Regions from separate parts of the Mus musculus genome. Here region 1 is linked to region 2. The links are chromatin contacts, called in public promoter capture Hi-C maps. All regions are on one chromosome and are shown on one strand. The core of a region is the stretch at or near the end of the contact, and the rest is flanking DNA. Distances in the headings are between cores, read along the strand shown. Region 1 overlaps Phactr1 (phosphatase and actin regulator 1). Region 2 overlaps Phactr1 (phosphatase and actin regulator 1).

What was found. Promoter capture Hi-C pulls out the DNA fragments that hold promoters and counts their contacts.
Region 1: a contact with region 2 is called in a promoter capture Hi-C map of trophoblast stem cells, with 2.5 times the contacts expected there. The contact joins two enhancer-like sites. A contact is called at or near these places in 9 of 39 promoter capture datasets (the 3T3-L1 cell line, the C10 cell line, the HPC-7 cell line and 7 more), 7 of 484 Hi-C or Micro-C datasets (the C10 cell line, ECoMG-derived neutrophils, the G1E-ER4 cell line and 4 more), 5 of 115 datasets of contacts at active chromatin or transcription factors (bone marrow-derived macrophages, cardiomyocytes, embryonic stem cells and 2 more) and 1 of 9 other capture datasets (adipose tissue).

Annotation. Positions count from the first base shown.
Region 1 is chr13:43,118,181-43,120,880 of GRCm38.p6, forward strand. The region is part of intron 9 of Phactr1 (phosphatase and actin regulator 1); the gene reads left to right. Gm15813 (a long non-coding RNA gene) reads right to left here. Exons shown (of 2, transcript XR_873303.3): 2 at 1-1,671. Among named protein-coding and RNA genes, the nearest start is that of Gm15813, 3.1 kb to the right of the region's middle. Within about 2 kb of position 1,436, at least 3 of the 459 cell types and tissues checked have an H3K27ac peak or open chromatin away from gene starts, as enhancers often do. A contact at or near this core is called in trophoblast stem cells, where this site is marked.
Region 2 is chr13:42,834,653-42,837,352 of GRCm38.p6, forward strand. The region is part of intron 3 of Phactr1 (phosphatase and actin regulator 1); the gene reads left to right. Among named protein-coding and RNA genes, the nearest start is that of Phactr1, 160 kb to the left of the region's middle. Within about 2 kb of position 1,334, at least 17 of the 459 cell types and tissues checked have an H3K27ac peak or open chromatin away from gene starts, as enhancers often do. A contact at or near this core is called in trophoblast stem cells, where this site is marked.

The sequences.
Region 1 (2,700 bases), core at 186-2,685, 280 kb after region 2:
CAGCTGTTCCTTCTCTCCAAAACTCATGCCCAAACTGCATCTCCAAAGTCATCTGCTAGAGGCCCTGGGAGATGGCAGCTTTGGCAGTAATTAAGACTAGATGAGGCCATCAGAGTGGGGCTTCCGTGAGGATGAGAGTGGTTTCATAGGAGAAAGCCTGAAGTTAGCAAAGTTCTCTGTCTGGCCACGTGATGCCCTGCACATATATCACAATCCAATAGGAAGCACCTCACCAGAGGCTGCATAGATGCTTGCTGATGCACTGTCTCAGGACCGCGAGCTAAGTAAGCATCCGTATAATTTACCCAGCTTGGGATCCTTGACCTGACAAGGTGGCCAATACAGGTGACGCTCAGAGATTGTGATTGTGGGTCTTGAGTAGGCAAGCTCCCTGAGGGTGGGATGTAAGACTTTTTGGAGAGTAATTTATCCAGAGAGGGTAGAGGTGAGTTATTCCCTGAGGGCCCTTTAAATGTAGTGAGCTATGAGTACAGGGAGATGATTGGAAGAGGGTGGGGACTCAGAGTGACAGGTAGGTTAGAATTTGGAGTCCCCAGCATACTGACAGAAGTTGAGGTCAGGCATGTTCCACTTCGAGATCAAAGAGTTGTGGCAACATCAGGATGGATGGATCTGTGTCCAACAGTTATTAAGAGAGTAAATTGTGTTTGCCATGCTGACTTAGAGGCCAGAGAGTTGATACTGACCAAGACCAGGAAGTACTGAGCCTCTGTGGAACCCCTGGAGGAAGGAGATGAACTCAGCAGTTCTCCCTGGCCCCACTGTACCACCACTTGCTTAGCCTCTCATTGCTTTGAGTTGACTATGACTCAATTCTGTCCCCTAGAGCTTAGTTTGTGTGCTAGACATTCCACTTGGCCATGTTGGGTGGCAGTGGGAACTTTAAAAGTTGGAGCCTTAGCTGAAGGTCATTAGGACCCAGGCTTAGGGACAAAAGATCTCCTGGGACCTTAATCATTTCCCACAAGATTAAGTTCTTTCCAAAAGAATACTCTCTGGTCTTTAAATTTCTCTAGCTTCTATATGTGATCTTGTCCACATATCAATTCCCACCATTCCTAAGGACTTATGTGATCTATGCTTTCAGCCTCCAGAGCTAAGTAAACTCCTTCTCCTTTATAAAATACCCAGCCTCTGGTATTTTAGTATAGCAGCAGCATTAGGAAATGCCACCAGTTCCGTCATAGGAGGGAGGACCTTGCCTCTGTTGTCTCCTTGGCTTCCTCTGTCTTTCCTCTTTCCGTCTGACTGAAATGTGTTGGCCTCCCTCTGGTGCTGGGGTGCAGACACAGACCTGAGAATCAGGGCTCTCCCAACAAGCAGCAGTTGTAAATGCCGGCAAGAGCTATGGTCCTGATGCTCTTCTGGCAAGGGGCGCTCCTGAGCTCTGTGCTGCAGAACGGAGTCAGAGCCTACAGGGTTTTTTCACCTCTCCAGGGAGAGGCTGTGACTCAGAAAGCTGGTATTCCCTGATCTTCGATCTTCGTTATTTAAAGCATCTTCCGGTCATCTCTTTCTGCCATTGGGGTTTTCTTGGGGGAGTAGAAAGTTGGGTTTTTGTTTTAATTTTTGGAGTCTCTTCACACCAACAGGAAACTTGTGTTAATTTGATTATTTTTCTTATGGTCCTTCATTGATAAGATCTTCAGACTGGAGAAAGATAAAGTACACTTTTAAATTTCCATCCAAGAACCAAGCCTAAGGAGTGGTACTACCCACAGCTAAGGTGGATATTCCTACTTCAATTAACCTAATAAACTAATCCCTCACAAGCATACCCAGAGGCTAATCTAGTCTGGATTAACCCTTCACCAGCACGTCTCCTAGGTGATTCTAGATCCTGGACAGTCAATATTCACCATTACAGCTATATACACAGCATGCACTTCTGAGAAACAGTCTTGACAAGAGCGAGATCCGCAAGGGAGACAGTATTGCTGTAGGAACCAGGAACTAGAATAAAAAATTTTTTAAAACTGAGAAAAAAAAATGCTGTCCCCATTCCTTCCCCCCCCCCCCCCAATTCGTGTTTCTCAGTGTGTGACCCATATCTCTCGGGAGTATTGGGAAAATTCAGTCTAAAGCCAGAGGTGATCCCCTCAAGGGCCTCCACTCAATGAGGCTGGTTCTTAAACATGCAGGAAAGAATTTCAGAATGAGCCAGAGTATAATGAAGTCAGCGTGTTTATTAAGTAGGAATTAGATGTTAGATGTGTGTGTGTGTGTGTGTGTGTGTGTGTGTGTGTGTGTGTGTGTGTGTGTGTATGTTTGTCTGTGTCTGTGTGTGTCTATGTGTGTGTATGTATGAGTGTATCTATAAGTCTGGGTGTGTGGTGTGTTTGTATATGTGTGTGTGTGTGTATGTGTGTGTGGAGAGAGAGAGAGAGAGAGAGAGAGAGCGAGCAAGCAGAAAAGAGAGAAACACAATGAGTGAAAAGAGAGAAAAAGGAGAGGTTTCCCCAAGGGATGGATATATATATATATTCCTGTGGGTTTCCAAAAGGATATCATTTACAGCCAGTTAAAAGATTAAACATAGTTTAAAAATTAAGCATAGAACTGGTTTACATATTTCTCTTTAAGAACCTCCTGTCTGTAACTGAAACTGTAAGGTGATTTTCTGAGATGCATTGTTCAGGTTTAGGGGTGAGAGACAAATCCTGACAGACTTAACACAAA
Region 2 (2,700 bases), core at 84-2,583:
TTGATCACTAAATGAGAAAATGCCCACAACTGGATCTCATGGAGACATTTCCTCAACTGAAACTCCTTTCTCTGTGATAACTCCAGCCTGTGTCAAGTTGACACACAAAACCAGCCAGTACAGCCACATAAAATATCTACTTGGCTTGGAAATTCTGTTTGGATAGAAAGAGGCAAGGGGTGGAAATGAGGGAGGTGTGGTTCGCACAAGTATTCAGTCACAACCTAGTGATCTGTAAGCAAATCCTTAACACTCACTCCCAGTGGAGTCAAGCATCGAATGTGCTCAGGGTCCTAACTGACGCGCAAGCTTCTTGCCTTTGACTGCCTTCTCCCCCATGCTATGCAGACCGAATGCCAGTGTGGGTATTGTAGCTAGCTGTATTTGATGTCCAAGCTCTCGGTGAGCCTGTTCTCACCTTTTATTTCTGTTCGGGTCTCTGCAGACATCATGGTCCAGTGCTTTGTGTTCAGAGCAAAAGCTGTCAAACCAGGATATATATATATATGTCATTGCGTCTTGTTCTAGAAAAGTTGCTCCAAATGAAAAGGTCCTGTCTCTTAAACAGTGTTTCTCTTCGGTTGGGATGCTCTTCAGCTCTCTGTCAATAGAGCAAATACCTGATAACCACTGATAGAGAAGAGGGGCATTGTGGCTCTGCTTGGAAAGTTCAAGCCTATGATCTCTTGGTCCTGTTGCTTTAGGCCATGGGGGTAGTCCATTGTGGGAGGAGCTCATGATGGAGCAAACGAGAGTAAGGAGGGGTCAGGATCCTACTACCCCATTCAAGGCTACATTCCAGTGACCTAAAGACCTCCTCTTAGACCCCACTCCTTAAACGTTCACCCCCTCCCAAAGGTACCACCTGAGGACCTACATCTTCCAGTACACAAGCCTTTGGGCAATCCTACATCTAAGCTGTGATAGCTAGCGAGACAGTCTAGCCTTTCAGTAAACTTGCCCATAAACTTGCCCAGGCCCTGGCAAGGAAACACTATCTTTGAATACAATGCTTGCAATATCAAGCCAATCTGCTAGAGGGCAATATACATTAAATAATAATGTGGAAGTTTGTCTGGGAGATAACACAAGGCTTGTTTGTTTAATTCAAAGGCAAGATCCTGAGTCTGTAAAACAGCCAAACAATTGTTTGTTTGTTTGTCTTAACAGCAAGCCAAAATGTCTACCAGCATCTCAGCTTTAAAAAAAAAAAAGAAAAAAAATCAGCATGCTTTTCAGGAGGCTCAACCCAGACACCTTTATTACTGTCTGTCTGTGTCTCCTTTCCAAAGAGCTTCACAAAATCACCTCATTGTGATTTGAGGCTGTAAACCTTCTCAGTCATCGGCTGTTAAAGTCTTGCCTGAATACACTGTTAATTAACTCCATGAAAGCAGCAGACAGAGGAGGGAAAGGCTCCACAGAAGAGAAAGGGACATTTGATGACCTTGTATTTCCATGGTGGCTTCAGCTGACCACAGCTTGCTTCCAGAGGACCCTGTTTCCAACACTAAGCAGAGGGCTCCGGTTGTTGGCTGATTTTTTTCTGTCTGTCAATACACAGAGTTGCTCAGAGAGAATGCCCTGCTTGGTCTTGCAAAGGTCTACTCCGCTGGGCCTATCTGTAAAAGCAGGATAGGCGCTAGGTAAGGAAGACAATGCCAAGTGCACAGAATGTTACCCATGGGAACCCATCCCAGACACCTCCTTCTACAGGAAGCACGCTACTGTAAGAAATGGCTTGTTTTAGTCTCCTGTATCTAAGAAACTGACAGTTCACACCAGCACAGATACATGATGCAGGAGAGAGGCATCTTACTTGAAAAAGCTTCATCCAAGTTCCCCTATCCCCCAAGAAGCATAGTTTAGCAAAACAGATTAGACATCAAGTTTCCTACCGAGAAGACCCCAATGTATGCAAGTGAACAACAGGTAGAAATTAGACAGCACTGTGTGAGAAGAGGCCCAAGGATGATGGCACAGGGTCCAGAGATGCATCAGCTAGCTGTGTAGTCTGGGAAGCCAGGTTGCCTGGCAAATTGGCTGTCAGCTCTCACTGTGTCCCACGCGCATTTAAAATGTCAAAACTAATGTAAACTTGAGCACTCAAAGTCCCACGACCCCCTTGCTGAAAACCTAAAGCATCATGAAGCAGTTAGGCCCTGAGCTGTTGTGAACTGAGTAGGATTGATCATTGTAAACAGCTTCCACAGGAGACTACATCTCCCCAGAAGAAGCCTGAGTGCAGGAGACAGTTCTTAAGTCATTCAAGGCCCTCAGCTGACTCCAGAGTCCCCAGTGACCTAATCTAAGTGAATTTAGGGCCAGGGGATTGGTTTGTCTAGTATCCCAATAAAACCTGAGCCCCAGAACATCTAAGCCCTTCTTCACCTGTATCCCAGCCCCTCTTGAAGCTAGAGGGGATCTCGGGGCATACACTCCTGAGAGAGTTGCGTGATTTTCACAAGCCGGAGAAACCAGAACTGAGCAGCGGACCTGCGGGGTGTGGCTTGCACTGGAGACAAAGTAGTTATGTACCAAGTATCAGTTAGTGACACGTCACAGTTAAATCTGGAAGGGCACGCAGAGGTGACATGTTTATGCCATGATGCTTTCGAAGGTGTTTCAGAAAACAACCCATTCTTCCTAGTAAATTTGGAAGTCAGGCAACCTGGTTCCCCTGAATGGCTAAGTGGTCTG